2 separate regions of the Sus scrofa genome follow, and region 2 is linked to region 1. The links are chromatin contacts, called in public Hi-C maps. All regions are on one chromosome and are shown on one strand. The core of a region is the stretch at or near the end of the contact, and the rest is flanking DNA. Distances in the headings are between cores, read along the strand shown.

Region 1 (4,508 bases), core at 593-3,092:
AATTGATATCATAGAATATTTGTCTTTCTATTTGCCTTACTTTACTCAGTCTGATAATCTCTAAGTCTTTCCATGTTGCTGCAAATAGCATGATTTCATTCTTTTTTACAGCTGAGTAATATTTGAAAAGATACCTGCACCCCAGTGTTCACAGTAGCAGTATTTACAGCAGCCAAAATGTGCAAACAACCTAAATGTCCATCAACAGATGAATGGATAGAGAAGATGTGGGTGTGTGTGGGTGTGGGTATATATATATATCACAGTCTTTATTGAAATATAGTTTATATACACACGGTGGTATATTACTCAGCCTTAAAAAATGACATGCAGACTTTAGAAGGAGAGAGAGCAAAGGCAGAATGAAAAGTTGTATGCATGTACAGAATTTATCCAACAAAACTGAGTAACTGTGTGCACCAAAAAAAAAAAAAAAAAAAAAAAAAATTAGCCTAAGAATACCCACAACACCATTCTTGCAGCCTCATGGTTGAGGAAAAGCATGATTTCTGAAGCGAGACTGCCTGAATTCCTAATCCACACCATCACCTGCTCTCCGTGTGATCACGGGTCAGTTACTTAACCTGCTGAGTCTCAGGTTTTCATCTCCAAGATGGGCCTCATACCAGTAGTTGTGAGGATTCAATACAATACATAAATTTATGTGAAGCACTAAAATAAAAACACCTGGCACAAGCACATTCTACACGGGTATCAAGTGTCATGATGATGGTGCTACAGAGAAGACCTAAGGTGGAGAGTTGCTGCAACAGGCCCCGGAGTGAGTGGCTGCAGTCCAGGTGGAGACCTCTGACCATTACATCAAAGAGGGCCTCATTTGGGGAGCCTGTTTGGACTTGCACAGGGGAAGTCTGCTTGCTGTGTTCCTTTTGACAGCCGCGGTCAGGCTGCTGGGTACCAGCATCCTTGGCTCCTAGAAGACTGTCAGCTCCTTGAAGACAGTGATTATGTTTTTCCAGGTATTATTTCCTCTGCAGTGCTGAGCACATGCCTCATGGAGAGTGGTGCTCACTCAAGGTTTATGGCACTGAATCCTACTGAACGGTGGAGAGAGAGAATATTATTCAGGGCCCAACATGTGCCAACACTCTTCTTTCAAAGCGAGATTGTGTTTTTACACTTTGCTCTGAAATCATCACTTCCTTTTTACAGAGGAGATATTAGAGGCGCAAGGAGCTCCGCGCCTTTGCCCGAGGTCATGCAGCGGCTAGAAATGTCTCTCTGAAATGGGTGCCCTCTTCCGGCCACCGCCCTTTCCCCAGTGGCCGTGCAGGCACAGAGAAAGGAGAACAGGGCCTGGGGCTGCTGTCCTGAGAAGGTGGGTGTCAGGAGCAGCTGCAGAGGTGGAAGGGGAGGGCTGACTCTTGATTTCTGCTGAAGCAGAGATGGCTTTTGAACTGCAGTTTTTGAAAAATGCAAGTATATTCCTTGTGGGATTTTCTATAATTCATTTTTGCCCTTGTCTTCCACACTATTTATTTACCTAAGCCTTTGTTCTCTTAGAAACTATTTGAGCCACATGTCATTGATTGTGTTAAAACCCTGGGCCCTTTATCCTGCTCAGGTTTTTGTTTTTATTTTGTTTTGTTTTTTTTTTCCTCTCTCCAGCTGCTCTGCATAGCAGTTAATTCTCTGACTCTGTGGCCTGACTCTTATCCGGTGATGGGTCGCCTTACACTCCCACCCCTGCTCTTTCAAGAATGGGGGCCAGGGATGTAGGATCCAGCTTCAGAATCTATTTTTCTTTTTTGTGTCTTTGTTGTCTGAAGCTCAGGGCAGAGTCCAATCAATCCGTGTAGGTGTGGTGGAGCCCTGTGACCCTTCCCAGGGGAAATCCTAGCCCCATAGAAACTTGGCTGGTTTGGGCTCTGGGAATAAATCCCAGGCTTTGAAGAATCTGTCAATGTTCAACTAACCCCACAAAACCTCTGGAAATTTTTCATGGAACCGAAACTCACACCAAGGGAGGAGGCTCTGAGCTTGGCATCAGAGTCTGGGAAGAGGGAGAACTGGGGAAGCAACTAAGATCTTTTCCTCCAAAAACTTCAGGCCTCTTCCCCACATTCAGGTGTCCTAAAGAGTCTATCTGAGCAAGTCCCATCTCCTTCCTGCTTTTTCTTGAAGCATCTCACTGGTTTGCTCTGTGTCTTCAAGGAGATTGTCAGGGCAGCTAGTTCCTTTCCCACCTTCTAGGGGTCTTCAGATAATTCTATAAATGAGACCATTTGTCTAGGGGCAAGAAAAGGTTGCTGAAGGAAACCTAGCCTTGTTATCTGCCAAGAGAAGCTGTCACTGATATTTATTTAGCAGTTCTAGTATCCCAGGTATAAGGCTGCAATAAGGTGACCATCCAGTACAGTTTGCTCAGGACTTGGGGGTGTCCTTTCTGGGACACTGGGCACACAGTGCTAAAACCAGGAATAATGACCTTTAAAGTAGATGCTATTACTCCCGACTCACACCTGAGCACACTGAGGTGCAGAGAGGTGAGGTAGCTTATGGAAGGTCACACACAACACCTGTGGAGGACTTGGGTCTCCAACAGAGATGGTCCAGTGTCAGACCCTGACCTTTGTCCAGCCCTGTTCTCGGGAATACAAGCTTCCATCTCCTGCAGACTGTGTTGCCCAGCAGCTCGCATCAGCTGACTCTCTCTCCTGGGCCTTTGTTTAGCTGTCTCTTTTATCTCCAAGTCTGCCTGAAGTGCCATTCGTTTCCTGTCCCTCCCCCTGCTGACTGAGGTCCCTCCTGCCTCACCTCCTTCAGGAGGCCCTTTCTGACCTGACCATCCAACTAAACCCAGGGTCCTGTCTCCATACTTTCATTAAACATCTTCATATGTGAGTCACTGGCTGCTCCCTACTGTCTTGTAAGTGTCTGCCTGTGTATCTTTCCATCCCTTCTGGATGAGGATCTTATAGAATAAAAGGGGACAGCTTTCATCTTTGGGTTTCTAGCTTCTCACACAGCACCTTACTTATAACTGAGGACCAATAAATAGCTGCTGAATGAATCAGTTGATTTATAAAATATCAGAAGGTAACTGTGATTTAGAGTCATAGTTTTAGAGCCATTTAAGGATTTATTCCACGAGATACATTTTGTGCATTTTGTGGTACTTGGATCAGATCTCTTAAATTTTTTTAGTTTTAGAAAATAAGTACTTTTGGGGAGTTAACTTGTCCATTTGGATTGGATTTCAACCTGACCCTTTACCATGTCTAATGCCTGCAAGTGAAAAATTGTCTTTCCTGAGCTCATAGATAAGAACTTCCAAGTAATCTAGAGGCTGTGTGGAGGTTAGGAAGAAAGGAATTTCTTAAATCAGGTTTTTGCTTTGTCTTTACTATGGATTTTGTTAGTGTTCTGAGTCTCAGATTTCCATGCTATTACATATGAGTCTGCCTTCAAGAGTTGATCTTTCTGGGCAGAAGAGAGGAACAGAGAAGTGAGACCCAGTTATCTGAGGGCCTATTCTTTGGTCTCTGGGTCTCCCAATTTTGGCATCTGACTGGTGCAAGTCATGGCCAGGTGTATGGCATTTGCCATCACCGAGTTGAATTGCAGAATGAATGGTGTGACATGTTATAGTGGTTTTTAGGGATATAAACAGCTTTTGGTTTTTTATTAACAATGTTTAAAATGTTAGCCTGGATCATTCCTGCTACTTGGTACTTCATTTTCTTTATTCCCCCGACCCCCCCCCCCATTATTCTGTCATCAGTTGTATACTCAAGGGCAGAAAACAAATGTTACAGTCAATCTAAGCAAGCCCAAATACCTCTGGCAAAGCAGACATCATGCTAAGAGGGAATGCCTGTACCATCATGCCAAGCCCTGCTATTAACAACAAAGACTGAGAGTGGTCAGTAGTAACAACAGTGGCAAAACTGTGTTGAGTAAACCACGTTCCAGGTACTGTTCTCCTTGCCTCATCTTCGCAAGAGCCCTAAGAACTCCATTCTCTCATCGTTCCAATTTCCTAGACCAAGGAACTGAGGCACAGGAAGGTTAAATGGCTGTTAAGTGGCTGGACCAACCTGCAGACTTGAAGTCAGGCAATCTAATTCTAGAGCCTTCATTCTTGACCATTATGCCCTAAATAGTGCAAAATCTGTTTGCATCTCATTTACACAAAAACCTTCCCTATTACCTTTCGGGCTCTGTGAAGGGGGTGGAATGTGGGGGATAGGAATGGTGGCAGTGTCAAGGTCTATTTGATTTCTTTGTAGCTTTAGGATTTATATTGGTTGAATTCTGAATGGCATTTCTTTCAAAGCCATGGGGAAGCTTCATCAAACACTGGGATGAAAGAAATCTCTTCAGCTGTTTCACTCCCCTTCATTGGTTAGGCTTGGGATGAACCCTCTGGGCTTGCTCCAGTGGCATTAAAACAAATAAATCCTGAAAGAGATCTGAGTTCACCTCTGCTGTCTGTGAATGCTTAGAATTCTTGAAAGTAGTTGGAAAGAAAGGAGCTCGTTTCT
Region 2 (4,790 bases), core at 1,495-3,994, 230 kb before region 1:
CAGGCGCTGTTTGTTTGTGGAGTTTGGGGATGTCATTTGATGCGTCAGATTTTCCAGCCATGATTTCCTTAGGATCTATACCATGCATTTGGCCTCAACATGGTTGGGTTTTTTGTTTTCTTTGTGTCAGCTGTCGTGCCATTGCCTGGCTTTTGGAGAGTGGTGGGTTTGGGCCACCATCCAGGACCAGCTTGGTTTTGATCCTTGTGGCTGCCACATTGTGAGGCTGGCATGAGGATTTGGGGAGTTTTGCCTTTCTTTTCTGCTTGTTGGACTCCAACTTTGAATTTAAAAGGACAGACAACCTTTCTACTTTCTGATTTCATAACCATACCTCTCCTCCAATCATCTCATATTTGTCTTTAAAGATGGGCTCAGTTCAGGAGTTCCCATCGTGGCATAGCAGAAACGAATCCGACCAGGAACCATGAGGTTGCCGCTTCAATCCCTGGCCTCACTCAGTGGGTTAAGGATCTGGCATTGCCGTGAGCTGTGTAGGTCACAGACGCGGCTCAGATCTGGTGTTGCTGTGGCTGTGGTGTAGGCTGGCAGCTACAGCTCTGATTAGACCCCTAGCCTGGGAACCTCCATATGCTGAGGGTGCAGCCCTAAAAAGACAAAAAAAGACACACAAAAGATGGGCTCAGTCCAAAGCACAAAGATGGGCTCAGTCCAAAGCACAAAGATCTTAAACATCCTGAAAAAAATACCAGTTTCTGGTCCAGTAGTTGGATAATAAACTCTTACTGCCCCCCCCCTTTTTTTTTTACCAGCTATCATCTCTGTATTCAGTGGAGTAAGGTGGAGTTGGAATAAGATGCTTGGCCCTGAGAGTATGGCTAGGATTCTGGTGGGACCGCTTTACTGCCATATGCAATGTCACCATGAGCGTGAGGTTGAGCTTGAAGTACGTAAACATGGCATCACTGGAAGGATCACCACTTGGTTTTGCTTACATTAAATTGTGAGCCCTCTAAAATCAAATTATGTATTTCAGACTCTTACGTTAAATTGTCAACTCTTTAAAGTCAGAAATTATGCATTTTTCAACTTCTGATTCCTAGCATCTTGGCACAGAGAAAACATTTACCATTTGCTTTGTTTCCTGGAATTTGAGCTGTTAGGTATGGTGAGAATACCTAGGTATAGACAATGCACCCTATTAAATAATTGAGGATGTCCCCAGGTGATTTGGTATTGGAAGGGAGGGTTGGCACATATTAATAATCCTAATAATTGCTGCCGTGTACCGAGCATTACCATACATCAGGCAACTCTGGCTATGTAATCTTGGTTAATTGTTCAAATACTATGAGACTGCAGCCTCAGGAGACAGCCTTTAACTTTAAGAGAAGTACCTGTCAAGTACCTGTACTTTTCCTCCAATGTGTATTTTTTGGAAAAGCCAATGGAGAACCAGGTTATTGCCAGATTATCTCCTTCCTTCCCTTCCCAAACTTTCTTTCCATCTTACAACATGTGGGAGTTGTTTAAAGTGGTATTTAATTCTTGTTGTTAAGGAGACTGAAGTGGACCAGCATACTCATTGCTTTTATCTTTTTCTTCCCAAACTTCCCAACCCCCTGACTGCAGTATAACTAAGTAAATGAATTGTGTGGGACGCGTGTACCTGGGTTCCCAGCCAAAGCCAGAGATCAAAGCAGAGAGAGGATATTGAGCTTCCTCCCAGATCCCCGAGACGCTGTCCCGACAGTCCTGGAGGAGTGGCTCTTTCGGAAATAGGACTGCAGGTAAGCTCATTCACTCGGGAGGGTTATAGGCTTAGGAAACAATGTTATTGCTATTTGGTCATTTCGAGGAAAAGAGGAGGAGAATATAGCAGAACAGCCCCTGGAGATTGGTTTTCAGCGCCGTCTCTGCAGCAGGATCTCTCCTTAGGATCCCGTGAATAGTTTTGCAGAGACCTGCCTCTCTGGGACCCTCTTCCCTTTTCTCACGCTTCCTCTGATCAGCTTGCACATTTGTTGAAGACTCAGCCGTGAAGCCTGTGGTTTCCTGTGGCACATTTCTAATAATATTTGGACAGGCTATCATTTAATGAACCACGTAAATATTTATCACAAGAGCAGTCTTTTGATCATGAACAGGGGCTAAAAACCAGTCCAGTCCGTGCTGGGGACTTGGCCGGGAGGCCGTTCCTGCCCTTCGGAGCCTTCAGTCGACTGAGAAGTTAGGTAAGGCTCTGGACATGTGTGCAGGCCGCTTGAATTTCTCTCTGTAGCTTTTCTTTCTCTTGGCCTCCCCAGTCCATGTCCTTCTTTCTCGGTCTGACCTGCCTCCCCAGATCCCCATCAGTTGTTTTTCCTTTTAGAGAATTGATCTCCGCCTGAAATGAATGAGCTGGGACCAACCTTCTGACCATCACCACTCATAAATCAGGCTCCGGAGCCCCACTGTCCTAGCCTGGAGCCCCAGCTTCTCTGATTTTGTGCTCTGTGGCCTTAAATAGCTTTATTGCGGAGAACCTCAATCCCCTTACCTGGAAAATGGGCTCATAGTGCCTACCTCACAGGGTTGTCACGAGGACGAAGTGAAAATTACAGAATCAGGTGGGTGACTGGCAGAGCATAGCTTAATAAATGCTATTGTTGCTGCTTTTGTTGTTGTTGTTGAAGAAGTGGTTGAAGGATTCTGTTTTCATTTTTAAGCTGGTGTGTGGAAAGAGCCCTAAACGTGCCTTAAGAGGCCAGGGTTCAAGTCCAGGTGCTGCTCTTGTTTACTCTTTGTGTCACTTGGGGTAAATTCCCCCATCCGTCTGAGGTATAAAATGCTGATAGGTTTATCAGCTTGATTGAATTTCAGTCAGAAGAGATGAACAAATGTATGAAAGCGCCAGACATGCACAAGGATCCTAATCCTTTTTTTTAAAAAAAAAACAGAAAAAGGAATAATGTTTTCCATTTTGCAGTTACTTTATTTTTTGAGGCCAAGAGGAACTGGAACACAGTTTGGCATCTAGGACACAGCAGCGAGGACTCATGACCCAGGAACAAAGGGCACAGAGGGATCGACAAAGAATCTGAGTTGCAGAAAATCCTCTGGCAGAGTTTTTATAACTCACGGGGTCAAGTTTCAGGGTAGCTGCCCGAGGGTTTGAACTTCTCTGCTTCCCTGCTTTCAGAGCCCAGGTGTGGAAACAATCATAAAGCGATCGCTGAAAACGATAGTAATGGGAAACACGGTGAACCTGAACTATTTAATTAGGATCTGTTTCTTACAGAAACATGAACTGGGAGCTGTGTGTGAACGGTGCAGGGCGAATGTAACACCCTGATCCCCTGGGTCTGATTCTCTTCCCAATGGATGTCTTGGTCGTATGGTCTAGAAATGGGTAGGGGGCCAGAGAGAAGTAGGTAGGAGCCTAGGTAGGAGTGGGTCAGTCTCTACAGGTGGCAGGTGTCCTGAGTTAGCCAGTTGTAGCCAAAGTAGGCAGGGACACCTAGCAGAGCCCTTGGCAAATAGGCGTTTAATAAAATGGAGGGTAACAGGCAGTAGAGCGTTCTAAGGACAGGTAGGGATGCTGGACCAGAGGGAATGAGATTGCTGTCACCTCTGTGACTCGCTAGTTGTACGACATTAGAGCGAGTTGCTTTACCCGTCTAGAACTCATTTTCTGCATCAGTAAGATGGGGATGTAACGGTAATTATCATCCAGGGTTGGTATCAGGATAAAAAGTGGATTAGAAATGTAAGCAAGGTGGTTAGTGGAGCATTGGATACACAGCAAATTTGTACCTTTTATTATTTACCTAAAGGTAGGTTATAAAGGTATCCGCTGAGTCCCAGAGACTTGGTGAGTTCGTGCTCTGTGCCAGAAACTGTGCTGGCACCAGGGATTCATCTGTGGTCCAGCAGCAGTGGAGTTAACTGTCTACTGGCAAAGCTCTACTTTCTATCCAGGGAGGGGGTGGGGTTCTTCTGAAGAGTGGGTTCTTTCCTGTTTAGCCAAGTGATGGGTCCACAACCCAGAGCTGGAGTAAGCCCTGGGTCAGCTGCAGAGTAGAAATCTGCCTCTTTGGGTTTGACTGGGAATAAATCAGGTGGGCTGGGTGGTGGGTGGCACGAGAGAGTCAACACTGAAGGAGCCAGGCCTGAGGGGCTGGGTCAGCCCCCAGGGGGACTCTCTTGTCACTGAAGCTGGCCAGAGAAGCCTGGATGATGGCCAGCCAGGTCTGTGTGGGCCAGAATGTTTGTATAGAGTCTTCATTCCCTATGTCCCCCCCACCGCCACCCGGTTCTCCTTGCAGTGTCTAGAATAATCTTGGAAAGTTGTAGCCAGGAATGAGAGATGTTGGCTTGCCAGGATCAGTGTTGAGGGGCAGCACCCTGGGCTCTTCCCAGGGAGACTGTGGGGAGCTAAGAGAGGGCATCCTAGTACAGCAAGAGCCTGTGTGTGGTCAGTAGGGGAGTAGAGCAGCTAGCCTCTCTGCAGGCAAAGAAACCGAGGAAGATGTAAGCCACTGTCCTGTTTTGTCCTTTACTGTATCCTCAGCTCTTAGCTGGGTGACTGGTCCTACATTTCTTCAAATATCCATCATTAATTGCAAAAGGCCTCATTATTTCCGATATTACAACGAAAACCTGCTACCAATTAATTGTAAGATGCCATTGATTGTAAGGTTCACTGATTTCAGAGAAGCTAAGTGAAAAAAATGAGTGTCTTAGAATTAATAAAATGTGATTGTTAGCATCCAATAAATATTTGTTAATTGGATGAGTAAAGCGTGCAGAAATTAGAAACAAGGCGAAACACTAGTGCAGATAAGTAC

What was found. A called contact is a pair of places that touch in the nucleus more often than the background predicts.
Region 2: a contact with region 1 is called in a Hi-C map of liver, with 7 times the contacts expected there. The contact joins two enhancer-like sites. A contact is called at or near these places in 4 of 47 Hi-C or Micro-C datasets (epiblast stem cells, heart right ventricle and liver) and 1 of 2 datasets of contacts at active chromatin or transcription factors (alveolar macrophages).

Annotation. Positions count from the first base shown.
Region 1 is chr6:152,967,970-152,972,477 of Sscrofa11.1, reverse strand. The region is part of intron 7 of FGGY (FGGY carbohydrate kinase domain-containing protein); the gene reads left to right. Among named protein-coding and RNA genes, the nearest start is that of FGGY, 240 kb to the left of the region's middle. Within about 2 kb of position 1,842, at least 16 of the 83 cell types and tissues checked have an H3K27ac peak or open chromatin away from gene starts, as enhancers often do. A contact at or near this core is called in liver, where this site is marked.
Region 2 is chr6:153,194,560-153,199,349 of Sscrofa11.1, reverse strand. It overlaps FGGY (FGGY carbohydrate kinase domain-containing protein), which reads left to right. Exons shown (of 16, transcript XM_021097811.1): 2 at 1,594-1,751. Among named protein-coding and RNA genes, the nearest start is that of FGGY, 16 kb to the left of the region's middle. Within about 2 kb of position 2,744, at least 8 of the 83 cell types and tissues checked have an H3K27ac peak or open chromatin away from gene starts, as enhancers often do. A contact at or near this core is called in liver, where this site is marked.